Linked DNA regions of Rattus norvegicus: regions 1 and 2 are each linked to region 3. The links are chromatin contacts, called in public Hi-C maps. All regions are on one chromosome and are shown on one strand. The core of a region is the stretch at or near the end of the contact, and the rest is flanking DNA. Distances in the headings are between cores, read along the strand shown.

The links. A called contact is a pair of places that touch in the nucleus more often than the background predicts.
Region 1: a Hi-C map of liver shows a contact between it and region 3, with 2.0 times the contacts expected there. The contact joins the promoter of Fasn here to the enhancer-like site in region 3. A contact is called at or near these places in 6 of 12 Hi-C or Micro-C datasets (Schwann cells, frontal cortex, hepatocytes and 3 more) and 1 of 1 datasets of contacts at active chromatin or transcription factors (oligodendrocytes).
Region 2: a Hi-C map of liver shows a contact between it and region 3, with 5 times the contacts expected there. The contact joins the promoter of Dus1l here to the enhancer-like site in region 3. A contact is called at or near these places in 5 of 12 Hi-C or Micro-C datasets (the A7r5 cell line, the Rat2 cell line, hepatocytes and 1 more).

Annotation. Positions count from the first base shown.
Region 1 is chr10:106,586,199-106,590,382 of GRCr8, forward strand. It overlaps Fasn (fatty acid synthase), which reads right to left and starts at 2,383. Exons shown (of 43, transcript NM_017332.2): 1 at 2,309-2,383; 2 at 988-1,123; 3 at 297-449. The coding sequence starts at 1,114.
Region 2 is chr10:106,558,467-106,562,325 of GRCr8, forward strand. It overlaps Dus1l (dihydrouridine synthase 1-like), which reads right to left and starts at 2,445. Exons shown (of 14, transcript NM_172018.2): 1 at 2,357-2,445; 2 at 1,484-1,730; 3 at 868-976; 4 at 334-384; 5 at 1-16. The coding sequence starts at 1,720.
Region 3 is chr10:106,663,902-106,668,155 of GRCr8, forward strand. Ccdc57 (coiled-coil domain containing 57) reads right to left here. Exons shown (of 22, transcript XM_063270205.1): 10 at 3,270-3,353; 11 at 2,130-2,288. Among named protein-coding and RNA genes, the nearest start is that of Ccdc57, 29 kb to the right of the region's middle. Within about 2 kb of position 1,865, at least 4 of the 93 cell types and tissues checked have an H3K27ac peak or open chromatin away from gene starts, as enhancers often do. A contact at or near this core is called in liver, where this site is marked.

The sequences.
Region 1 (4,184 bases), core at 1,133-3,632, 77 kb before region 3:
AGTGTGTGGTTGTGAAACCCGTGCCCTGCTCAGGGCCCCCGCCTCCTGAGCCACTGGCCCTACATCAGGGTTGGGGACATAGCTAGAGGGACCCATGCCATCCATGCCTGTCTCTGAGCTCTTGACATCTCAGAGCCAAGAAGGTATCATTGTTGTGTTTCCTTTTCCTGGACTGGGGATGATGATGTTCCCAGGTCCTTGTGCATACTAGGCAAGTGCTCTCCCACTGGACTACGTCCCCAGCCCTCATGACAGTAAGTCCTAAAAAGGGCAATAATAATACCCCAATGACCCACCTCCGTCCACAATAGCTTCATAGCTGACTTCCAGCAGCAGCCGGAGCTGCGGGTCCATTGTGTGTGCCTGCTTGGGGTGGACCCCAAAAAAGGAGGCGTCGAACTTGGACAGATCCTTCAGCTTTCCAGACCGCTTAGGCAACCCATAGAGCCCTGTGGAACATCACAGTCTGAGGCCAGGGAACCAACCTCTCCTGGAGGAAGGTTCCCAGAGAGTGACCCAGCCTCACTGCTAATGAGGAGCCCCAAAACCGCCACATGTGGGTGACCCAAAGCAAAACCTGTAGGAGCAGGAAGTGAGGCTGGCGATCACCCCCTGGTAACCCCGACCTGACTGGGAGACCCTCTGCCTACTCCGAGGCTGGCCAGGCCAGCCCAGTGCTGACTCACACCTGCCCATCAGGTAGAGCTAGCTGCTCTATGGCACTGTTAGAATCCACTGGGTGTGAGCGTCATCTTAGACACTATCCGCCAGCTCAGGGCAGAGGTTACAGATGGGAGATCCAAAGGGCCAGTCCTCTTCTACGGCCCACCTTGGGTGTCTTGCATGCGGAACCAACCAAGACACCTGTCCCTTCTCATTCTAACCGGTTCTCAACCTCACAGCTCTACAGGGAGTTCACTGTCTCTAGAAGCATCTTGGGTGAGACTCTCAGTCTGTCCTGCTGCCTGATCCCGAGGGGACACTCACCAGCCTTCCACCTCCTGTCATCGTCTGTGACCATGTCCACACCGCCAATGAGGTTGGCCCAGAACTCCTGCAGGTTCTCTGACTCGGGCAATTTCCCGGACATACCGGCTATCACCACCTCCTCCATGGCTCTTCTCTGTGGGGGAAGGTAGGTAGCCTGGTGGGCCTCCCTCATAGAGTCATTCCCAGCTACAGCCACCTGAATCCACAGGTAGCACACCTCACAGCCAGGCCCTGACTTTCTGAGAGCAAAGGGCTCAGAAAGCCCCCCAGTGGTGGAAACTAGCAGGACCCAGCTATAATCAATGGATGAGCCCGGGTGCTCGGGTTCCCTTGCACGGGATAGCTACTTCTGAGGTTTTTAATCCCTTCCAGACACATGACCTGGCCTGACCCTACCATGCCTTGCTAGTTACCTGGGACCATATGATCTCCAGTTGCCTACTGGGTGCTCCATCCCAATCATAAGGAACTTGCAAACAGAAGTGGGGCTTCAAGAAGCAGGGTCTGGGACACTCTCACCTCAAGCCACGGGGAAGCCAACGCTTCCCTTTCATGATGAGGGTGGAGACTGACTGCCCTGCAGGGCCAGCCAGAACGCCAGGCATGGTAAGGACCCAGAGAGAACAGGCCCGACTACTTAGTGCTCAGGCCTAGCAGGGCTGAGGCAAACCGATCCCCTGCCAACGGATCCTTTCAGCAAGATCCGACCTAGAGTACCACTCCTAACTAGGTGCGGATCCGGGACAGGAGAAGCCTCTCGCCATTTGGTCGAACACCTTGTAACCTGGCTGAGCCAGCTGAAGGGTTTGATAGATCCTCTGGTCCCTAAGGCACTTGCCCAGGGCAGTTCAGGCCTTGCAGCCGTAGTCCAAGGAGAAGGCTTCCGCGCCACCCAGCCGGTGAGGCCTGGATGGTCTGATGACTTCCGCTGAGGCCCCTGGGGCCTCGTGCGCTCCCAGACCCACAACTGGCCTCTCCAAACTGGAGCCCGGGTACCACCGCGGCCTCCTGTGCCCTGCCAAAGCCTCCGGATGAGAGTGGAGGCCCCGGCCCCATCCACGAGGCACCCAGCCTCCTGCACCCGGCTGGCGCGGCGCCCACGTGACAGCGGCCCGCCGCGCTGGCTCTCCGCACACCCCTCCCGCGCCCCTCTCGGCCGGACCGCGGCGCACAGCCGGGTGGTTGGCTGTCGGAGGGGCGCGGCGGCGCTTTTGTGAGCGCAGGGCTGTTGAGGATGGGCGCCCGCCTGTCCTCCCACTGGAGCCGCGGCACCCCGACACCGGCCTGCCATCCCGGAACCCCGAACGCAGCGGCGTACCTGTCTGGGATCTGGAGGCAGACGACAAGCGAGGAGCGCGGCAGGCGAACTGGACGGGACGCTGCTGCCGTCTCTCTGGCTCCCTCTAGGCCGCGCCGGCGCTATTTAAACCGCGGCCATCCCCGCGCGGCCACGCCACATGGGCTGACAGCTTGGCTGCGCCGCCCAGGCCAATGAGCGTCGGGGCTGCGCCCCGGGACCCGGCGCGCCGCCGTCGGTGGGGTGATGCCCGCGCGCGCCGCCCCCAGCCGGGACCCTGCACAGGCGCGCGCTGGAGCACAAGGAACGCGCAGCCCCCGCCCGCTTCCGTCCCCGCCCCCGGCCTCCCGCGGGCCACGCGGGGCTCATCCCGACGCCCTCATCTCTGTCCTTTCTCTCACCCCCCCACCCCCGCGGCCGGGGCCAGGTGTGCACTGTGCGCGCGCAGTGTGGGTCGGGCGTGCTTGGTCACACTGGGAACTGCACTGAGGACACTGGGGCCACGCGGGGGAACAGAACAGGTCCGTGTCGCTGCGATTCCACGCCGTGATCGTAGCGCGCGCAGAGCCGAGGGGCGTGGCCTGCTCCACATCGAGACCAATTGGACACCGAGGCCGTTCTCGGTGGCCCAATGGTGGCGCGCGGGTGGGCGTTGCTAGGCAATAGGGTGATGGGCCGGCAAAAGCGGCAAAGCGCTTCTCGGGCCCCCGCGCAAGCGCGGTCGTTGACCCTGGCGGAGGGCGCCTCAGGCGGGGTTACTACCGGTCATCGTGGCCCAGCTTTCTCAGACACCCACCCTTTCTGTGGCCGCCTTGGAGACCAGGATGCGGGCAGGGACGAGAGCAGTAGGCAGGATAGGGAACACTGACGGGCGCGTGCCGCGGTCTCCTGAGTCCGTTCAGTGTCCAGGCGCGGCCATCTGGCGAGCGGGATACCACCCCTCCCCCGCCTGGTGGGAACAAAGGAGCGTCTGCGCGCCTCCCTGAGTTGCTGGTTTCCGGGACCCTCACCCTCCCTCCCTTTAAATTCCTCTTTTGAAAGGGTTATCGAATTTGGGGACGGGAGATGATGAAAACTCACCGACCAAAAAGACACAGACTGCTCAGAGTTGATCCCTTTCCTTCTGCCCTTCCACTACAGGCCCAGGCCACTAAGACCAACCTTATGGGCAGTGGCTTTGGGGGGGGGGGCGCTAAGGAGGGAGTAGTGTCAGTGGTCCTTGACTGCATGTCTATAGCAAAAGCCAGAGCCTCAGAGCCTTGCTTGTCAACCCTGGCTTCTAGCTTCTCCAGCTTGGCTGTCCACAGGCTCTCTGTGGAAGGAGGCTAAGTGGGGACCCTGAAGGGCAGCCTGTAGGACTGGCAGGTGTATTCTGCCCACATGCCGGCTTGCCCCCAAGTTCTCCTATTAGTGCCCCTGTGTCTTTAGGGCCTGTTCCATGGCCTACTGATGGCATCTCTTGTTGTAATGTGTATTCTATGGAGGTGAGGAGTGCAGGACCCAGGTCCTGCACTCTCTCTATTGGAGGGTCTTCACTTTGTTGTGTCTTTGGGTTTCAGGGTCAGCCTAGGAGAGTTTTATAAATGGCTTGTGCATGTGCCAGCCAGAGCTGTCCCACCCCACCTCCAGGTGCCCTGTGTTTGCCTTCTCGCTGGCCAGGCTGCTGGCTAACCATACTTGGTCAGCAGAGCTCTGCCCTCTGCAGCTACTGGGGTCTTCAGTGGAGGGGTTGTAACCAAGGAGAGCAGGCTGGAATGCAGAGTATGGGCCTGTGCAGAGGAGGATGCTGGGGTCAGCAGACTTCTCTGCTCATCTTTTTACCCATAGAGGTTGCAGGCTACATCTCAGCAAAGAGAGTGGACTGCCAGATGTGGATGTGGGAGAGCCACATCAAGAT
Region 2 (3,859 bases), core at 1,195-3,694, 100 kb before region 3:
TCATGAGCCAACAGAACTGAGAAAAAAGACAGTCTCTGAGGGAACCACAGTGCTACTCCAAGGTGGCCAAACCCCAGTAAGTCCCCATGGAGCACTGGGAGCTAACAGGAGTAAGGACGCTGTCCTGGCACTGATTCTAAGGGGATAGTTGGTATACATCAGGGGACTCTATAGTCACCTCCTTCCAGCAGGAAAAGTGCTGTGGCCAAGAGCCCCCAGAGGGATCACCGGTGTCCTCTCTTGAGCCCCAACCAAGCAGCTGTGCTTATGAGCCCTGTCAGACTGTCTCTGGGGCGACTCACTCGCTGACACGATGGCATGCAGCCGACTCACTCATTCTTTGAAGAAGATCCCACTCCTCCTGCAGAAAAGCGCCATAGCGACCTGCAGAGGATGAGAGTGGCCCCCATTGCACCTATACTGCCATGAACCCCCTACCAGCCCAGCTCCTCAGACTACGGAGGACTCCACAGCTAGGCCAGGTGTATAGGTGCCAGCCGAGTTTCTGGTTAGAGCAGGACTGAAAATGAAGTCAAACAGCTTCTCAGCTGTCAAAACTCCAAAGTAGCCTAAGACCAATAATGCTTGCTTAGGGGCCCAGTGAGCCAAAGGATTGCGGAGCCAAGGACCCCCCGCCAGCCGGTCACATTTATCAGTGGGATATCTACGTGGCCAGCAGAGTTTGGTCCCCAGTCAAGCAACTGGGAACTCTCTAGGATGATAAGACCAGAGAAAGGAGTGCTTGCTGGCTACAGGTGTCATTACAGTCAGAGGCAGGGATTAACTCTCCCCATGCCCACTGATACCCAGGCTCTACCAGAACAGGCCTGGACAGGCGTCAACACAGGACTGTAGAAATGACCTCACCTCTCTTGGCTATCATCTGTGGGCAGCCCAAGTTCAGGTCAATGGCATCACAGTAATCTTGTGCTAGGAGAGCTGCCTGGACAAACACCTCTGGGTCGTTGGCACAAAACTGAAGAAGACATGAATGTCACCTTTGGTCAAACCAGGCCTACGACTCTCCCTGCCTAGGCCACCCAGCCCTGTGAGGAATCCCATGGTGACTCAATGAGCTATGGTCTTTCCACCAGCATGTACAATATGATAAAGTGGGAAGATCTCATACCACTAGGGATATGAGTTGTACATGACATGTAACAGAAGCCACTGGCATAAACTTTTAAAGAACTAAGAGTTCTCGACAGGAGGGCACTGAGACAGGAGAAGTATCAAGGTAATACTGATGCTACAAATCCCTCGTGCTCTCCAAGCTGCCCCTTCACAGGGCTTAGACTGTCCCTAGCTTTGGGGATGCTCACTCAGCAGCTGTGTCTCACTGCATGTGTCATGCAAGGCTGCAGGGACCCCGACCCTCCTCCTGGGTTATATGTATATGGTGGGGACAGCTTGGGAATGCTGTCCTTATACACATGGTCTGGAACCCGGGTGCTACTCAGGTAGCCACAGTCCCTCTGCTCACCTGCACAATGAGGGGCCTGTCCTCAGGGCACACATCACAATATAGGTTCTCTTTCCGATAGTTAGCATCTCTAACGAAGACCTGGGCATGTAGCATAGGGGTGTAGCATAGCTGGGCTCCATGGCGGCGGCTTAGCAGTCTCCAAGCTAGCTCACTCTGGTCCACCATGGGTGCCACCACATGTCGGGCACCCCCAAGGGTGCGGCTCCAAAACTCAAAACCCTGCAGTTTGGGCATCCTTTCCACACTAAAGGCAGAAGAGGAACACGCTCTCATTTCAGCCATAGTACACCATCATACCTCAGGAGGGTACGAAGTTCAGCTCAAGGGGCTGACCACTCTTGTCAGTTATAGCTGCCTGCTTCCCCAAACACAGGAGAGGTATATCCAGGCACAGGGTCGAGCTGCCCTCCACCTTTCTAGCAGTGACCCTGACATACCATTCACCCTCTCTGAACCTTACCCCCTCATCTGCCACTGGATTAAACGCCAGCCTGGTGGAACAGGTGTGAAGGATAAACAGGTCTGTGCCCGAACAAGGAAATCTGCGTCCCTGCGGGCCGGACCTGGCCAGATGAGACCTCCCGGCAGCACGAGGCCTGACGCCACCTCACATCTTGGGTTGGGAGAGCAGCGAGTATGTCAGCCCCGAAGGCCCCTTTCCTAGTCTGGCCTAGAGTCTCCTGAGCTAACCCTACCCCTTGGGCTGGCCCGGGGCCCGAGACAGACACCGGACGACGTCAAAGGGGCTTGAATTAGAACTACTTCCCGCACCGTCGGAGCTGGCCGGGGTTCAGTGAAAGCCTGTGGCTGCGGGCACGCTTCAAAAAGAAAAAGGGACATACATACAAGGCCCCGCAGCCTCTGTCTTACCCGCTGCGCCGCCAGCAGGACCCGCAGGAAGGCGGCGGTAGCCGCCAAGCACTATGGCTCAGTCTCAGCGCACCACCGCCGGAAGTGCCGAAGGCGGAAGCGCACTGCCAGGCGCTCCGCACCGTCTGCGGTGCGGCAAAGAACAAAATCCTCGGACACTGCAGCTCAACGCTGAAGGGACCGGCCCCGTGGAAAATGGAGCTGAGCAAGTACAGACTGCGCGTGCTCGGGAGCCACGTTGTTCCTTCCAGACAATTGGCACTGAGAGATCTTTCCTGCATCCCCAACCAACCCCCGCATTCCAGGACCAGCCCTTGGTTCTTCCGACGCAAGACATAAATTCAGTATAATACCACAGTAGAAAACGAAATAAAGAATTATTACTTCAGATCCTAGATAGGAAAGGCTACGAGGAGCCTGTCCTTTGCGGAGTAATGAGATGCTTCCTAGAGGAAAGGAACATGCATAAAGAAATATGGTAGGGTTGGGGATTTAGCTCAGTGGTAGAGCGCTTGCCTAGCAAGCGCAAGGCCCTGGGTTCGGTCCCCAGCTCCGAAAAAAAAAAAGAAGAAGAAGAAGAAAAAAAAAGAAATATGGTGTTGGCCTTTCGGTGATGGCCTATACCTTTACTCCCAGCACTCAGGAAGCAGAGGCAGGCGGATCTCTGTGAATTGGAGGCCAACTTGGTCTACAGAGTGAGTTCCACGACAGCCAGGGCTACATAGAGAAGCCCCAACGCCCACCCCCCACCAACTCCCCATCTCAAAAACAAACAAAAAAGATTTCTCTCTTAAGTTCCACAATCCTTACAGAAACATTGTGTCATTCAGTCCTGGTCCCCAGCCTTGGTGCAAATGCTAATACATACTTCATAATGATACATGTATGTGTAATAATACATGCATAATGTTATAATGATATAATGTAATATATGTATTACACAGGACATTTATAATCCTTTAATTTTCTGCCTTGTAAGAAAAATGACAGGAAGCTGGGTGGTGATGCCACATGCCTTTAATCCCAGCATTCTGGAGGCAGAGGCATGAGCATCTCTGTGAGTTGGAGGCCAGCCTGGTTTACAGAGCTAATTCAGGATAGCTGGAACCACATAAAGAAACCATATCTTGAAAAATAAAATAAAAAATAAAAAAATAAACAAGAGGGGCAGGAGAGATGGCTCTGAGGTTAAGAGTACCGACTGTTCTTCCAGAGGTCCTGAGTTCAATTCCCAGCAACCACATGGTGGCTCACAACCATCTATAATAGGAACTGGTATGTCTGAAGACAACTACAGTGTATACTTGTATACATAAATTGTACTTGTATACATAAATTAAATAAATAAATCTTTAAAAAAGAGAGAGAGAGAGAGAGTACTAATTGTTCTTCCAGTGGTCCTGAGTTCTATTCCCAGCACCCACAAGGCAGCTTACAACTGTCTGTAACTATATGCCCTCTTCTGGTCTGCAGACATACATACAGATAAAACACCTTAAACAC
Region 3 (4,254 bases), core at 615-3,114:
GCACTCATGGACAGGTAAACATAAAGGGCTGATATCAAGATTCAACAAATGCTGGAGAAACAGTGCTGGAGGGAGGTGGCCATGTCCAAGCACAGTTGGAGGTCGCCAAACTTTTCTGTGATTGACAGAACCAACAAGCAGATGGCAAGGACATGGGAGATGAGAAGAGTGTCATCCACTAGTGTGGGCCAGTGACATTTTCAGAACCCAGACCACAGCAAGGGCATGTTTTATCTTTAAGTCTACTTTGCTAGGTATTGGGGCAGAGCGCATTCCAAAGTCACAAAACAGACTGCAGAGGAGACCAGTCATGCAAGGTGCATTCTGTGTGCACAGCAGAATTAGGTCAGAATCACTGACAAATGGTGCCTAAAACTAAATCACCAGAGGTTAGGCAATAAGGTATTTTTTTTTTTTTTTTTTGGAGCTGGGGACCGAACCCAGGGCCTTGCGTTTGCTAGGCAAGCGCTCTACCACTGAGCTAAATCCCCAATCCCTAGGCAATAAGGTCTTAAGTCATCTACTGACCAAAGAATATACAAGGAGACCGTATTTTAGCGGAATAACATTAGAACTTGTTGGGTTTAGCTAAGATATGCCAGAAAGGAAACTTCTAACACTAATTACATCTGATAGAAGGAAGAATGTCTCAGAGTTAATCAATCATCTTGGCTCTGATATCAGGATCGATCAGAACAACAAACCAAAGCTAAAGGAAATAGAACAACCACTATCGCCAGCACCACTACAACAAAAAACAATGGAGAATATCAAATCCAATGCTGGTTCTTCACAAAGATCAGCAAAACTGATAAGCCTCCAATGAGGCTGGTCTAGGGTGAAGGGAAGGCCATCAATGGTCAGTGTCATCAGTAAGAGGCCTTTGCTATCTACTCTCAGGCATTAAGACTACAGGAACAGGGGGTTGGGGATTTAGCTCAGCAGTAGAGCGCTTGCCTAGCAAGCCCAAGGCCCTGGGTTCAGTCCCCAGCTCCAGAAAAAAAAAAGACAAAAAGACTACAAGAACCAGGGACGGGGCCAGCAACAGTCGTAGTGGACAGAGAAATACAAAGTACCAAAATGGACAGAAAAAAAATATCAAGAGGAAAATCTACAGAGAGGGAGAGAGAGAGAGAGAGAGAGAGAGAGAGAGAGGGAGAGAGAGAGAGAGAGAGAGAGAGAGAGAGAGGCTTTAGACGACTCAAGCATCACATGGCCCCTGAACATCAAGAAGAATCTGTGCATTCTAACCTCAAAGTGATAAATCCAAAGAAGCCAGGACCAAAAGCCACATTATGGCTGCCACTCAGAAGTCCAGTCCAGGAAGACCCTCCCCCAGGGCAGCCATTAGATGGAAGTGGGGGGTCAGGGATGGCCACAGACCTGAAGGGGTCTGAGTTGATAGAGTGGTGGGGTATAGATGTCAATGTCCATCTAGATTCATCATGTGGACAATGTTTTATTATATGAGTGACTTGATGACACTATGGAAACAGGCCCTTACCTTCACTCAAGCATAAATCCATACAATGAACAGGAAAAACAAGCATGGCTTTGTTCTGTTTCTTTTTTTTTCTCTCTCTCTTTTTTTTTTTTTTTTTTTTTTTGAGATAGCATCTCTCTATATATATACCTGGTTGTCCTGCAGTGTTATATGGATCAGGCTGGCCTTGAAATCATGGTAATCTGTCTGCTTCTGCAAGTTGATGGCAGAGGAAGGCAGTCAGTGCTCACCACACACCAGCCCTTGGCTGCGTTCCTTAAAGACTGAGATTCCTCATCCCTAAGGTCTGGGCCTGCCCCCTGGGCCTGCCCCCTGGGCCTGCCCTCTGGGCTGCCCTCTGGGCTGCCCTCTGGTCCTGCCCTCTGGGCCTGCCCCCTGGGCCTGCCCCCTGGGCCTGCCCTCTGGTCCTGCCCCCTGGGCCTGCCCTCTGGGCCTGCCCTCTGGGCTGCCCCCTGGTCCTGCATGTTTGCTGATGTCTTCACCACCACATCTGCTTCCATCCCATTACCATTCCTCTCCCAGGGAATGCAGGGCTGAGTTTGTGATGCGGTTTCACTCCCGAGGACCTGTAATGGTTCTTGTCTGCAGGAAACAGCATAGGTGGCTGCTGCCTTGGGGACAGTACCTGTCTATGTCCTGTTGGGACTTGGCCACCTGTGCTTTGAGCTTCATTTCCTCTTCCTGTAGTGCCTGAATCTGAAGGTCTTTGGAAACAGCTTCCTTGGACATCTGAGCGATCTGGGCATCCCAGGCAGCTTTCAGAGCTGCTGCATCTTCACGAAATCTACACAGGAAGAAGTGTGTGAGTGCAGCGTGGTTCACTTGTTCTCTCTCGTGCTATACAGACCCAGAGGAATGCACATATAGTTGCCAAACTCTCATCAAAAAGCCACATTAGAAGGGATTGCCACGTTGCCTAATTTAAGACCATGGATCGTTCTACTCAGGAAGAAATATCTAGCAGCCAGCCATGTAAATGTTAACTAATTGACTATCAAGGGCCAAATTTCGCAAGGTGGAAAGGTGCTCTGTACACACAGCCTGTGGGACTGAGGAAGCGCTGTGGTGAGTCAGCCTCTCATCTTCCACTGTGCCCAGCCCAGCCCAGCACACTTCAGTTAGAAGTACAGGCAGGCTCTAGAGGCCACGCGTTAGCTTGGCAGTCAAGTGCTGCTAGAGGAGCAGCCCAAACCTGACAAGCTTTCCCAAAAACCAAACATCAAGTGACACTTTCAGGGGACACATTGTACTGATCTAAGCAAGGCCATCGCTGCTCATAGGAACAACTTTGCTTTTGCACCAACGATCACACTCCTGGGCGCAGACCTTGCCTTGTGCAGTATGAAAAGGCCATCGTGCCAACTTCACCATTCATTTTGGGAATGCTGAAAACAGGTACATGGAAGGCATTGATCTTTAGCCACTTTGGGCAGCCTGCCCACCTCTGCCTTCCGCGCTGGTATCTGGTACTGAAGAAATGGTCCTAGAAATGCCTTCAGCAACACTTCTCACCGGCTGTTTCCCAGGCCGGCTGATATCCCCAGGGTCAGCACAGAAACACTTGGTCCAGTGACCTATGTCCACTGTGGCCTCTCCTTCACCTTCGACCTCCCTTCTCAAGCACCTGGCCTGCCTTAGCTGCCTGCACAGTCTGACTATGAGGACCACAGACATTGACAGCTCCAAGTGGAGCAGGAGTGCCACTACCAAAGCTGTGTTTCATCTTAATCCTACATGTGTGTCTGTGGTTCCAGAGCACACCCACCGAGAGGGCAAGCCACTAGGCACTGAGGTTATCACAGAATGCCAGTACATGCTCAGGACACAGGTGGAACGGTCACCAAACTCCCTAGAAGAAGAAGAGAGATTCAAGTTTGGGATTTCAAAGTTTGGGATTTCTGAACCTGTTTTCTTGAGATGGGATTTTAGTTTGTAGCGTAGGCTGTCCTCATTTTCAGAGTTCTGAGATTACAGATATGTGTCACCCTGTCCTGTCTTCTATTGTCAGAGAAATGCCCTGTCTATATAGTAATAACCCTTCAGAAGCAAAAAATACTTAGAGATAAAACTAAAAATTAGTTAAAACAGGATGTGATACATTGTAATTCCAGCCCTTGGGAGGCTAAGGCAGGAAGATTATGAGTTCCAAACTAGCCAGGGCTATATAGAGTGAGACCCCCCTCAAAACACAAAGTCATTTAGTTTAAGGCTTCTAAAGGAGGCAGGAAGCAGTCAGGCTCTGTGAGGACCCATCACTGCAACTATACTGATGGAGAGTGGGAGTAGCAGTGACCCAGCCCTCCCCTCAAGGCAGCCAGAGCACAGCTGGGCATTACTGGCTCACTGAGCTGCTGGTGTTTCTTAGAGAATAAACAAGAGCACACTAGACTTAATGTAATGTGGACAAACTTCTTAAAGCATAATTGTTAAAGTTTTACTTTTACTTTATGTGAATGGGTATTTTGTCTGCATGTGGGTTCTGAGGTCTGGACTCTGATTCCTAGAGAAGTAGACATTACTCTTAAGCACTGGGTTCTCTCTCTAACCCATATAGAATAAGCTTTAATTTCCTGATACTTCACAGATCTAAGAACTACTTCTCCCCATAGCAGAAGTGTAATTTGGCAGCAATTTTTCTTTTTGGTTTTTTTTTTTTTTTAAGATCTAAATACCACCATCCCAAAGCAATATCCAGGTGCTAAGCCTGGGAATGCCAGCAAATTCATGATTTTAATATTCCTGTTGAACAC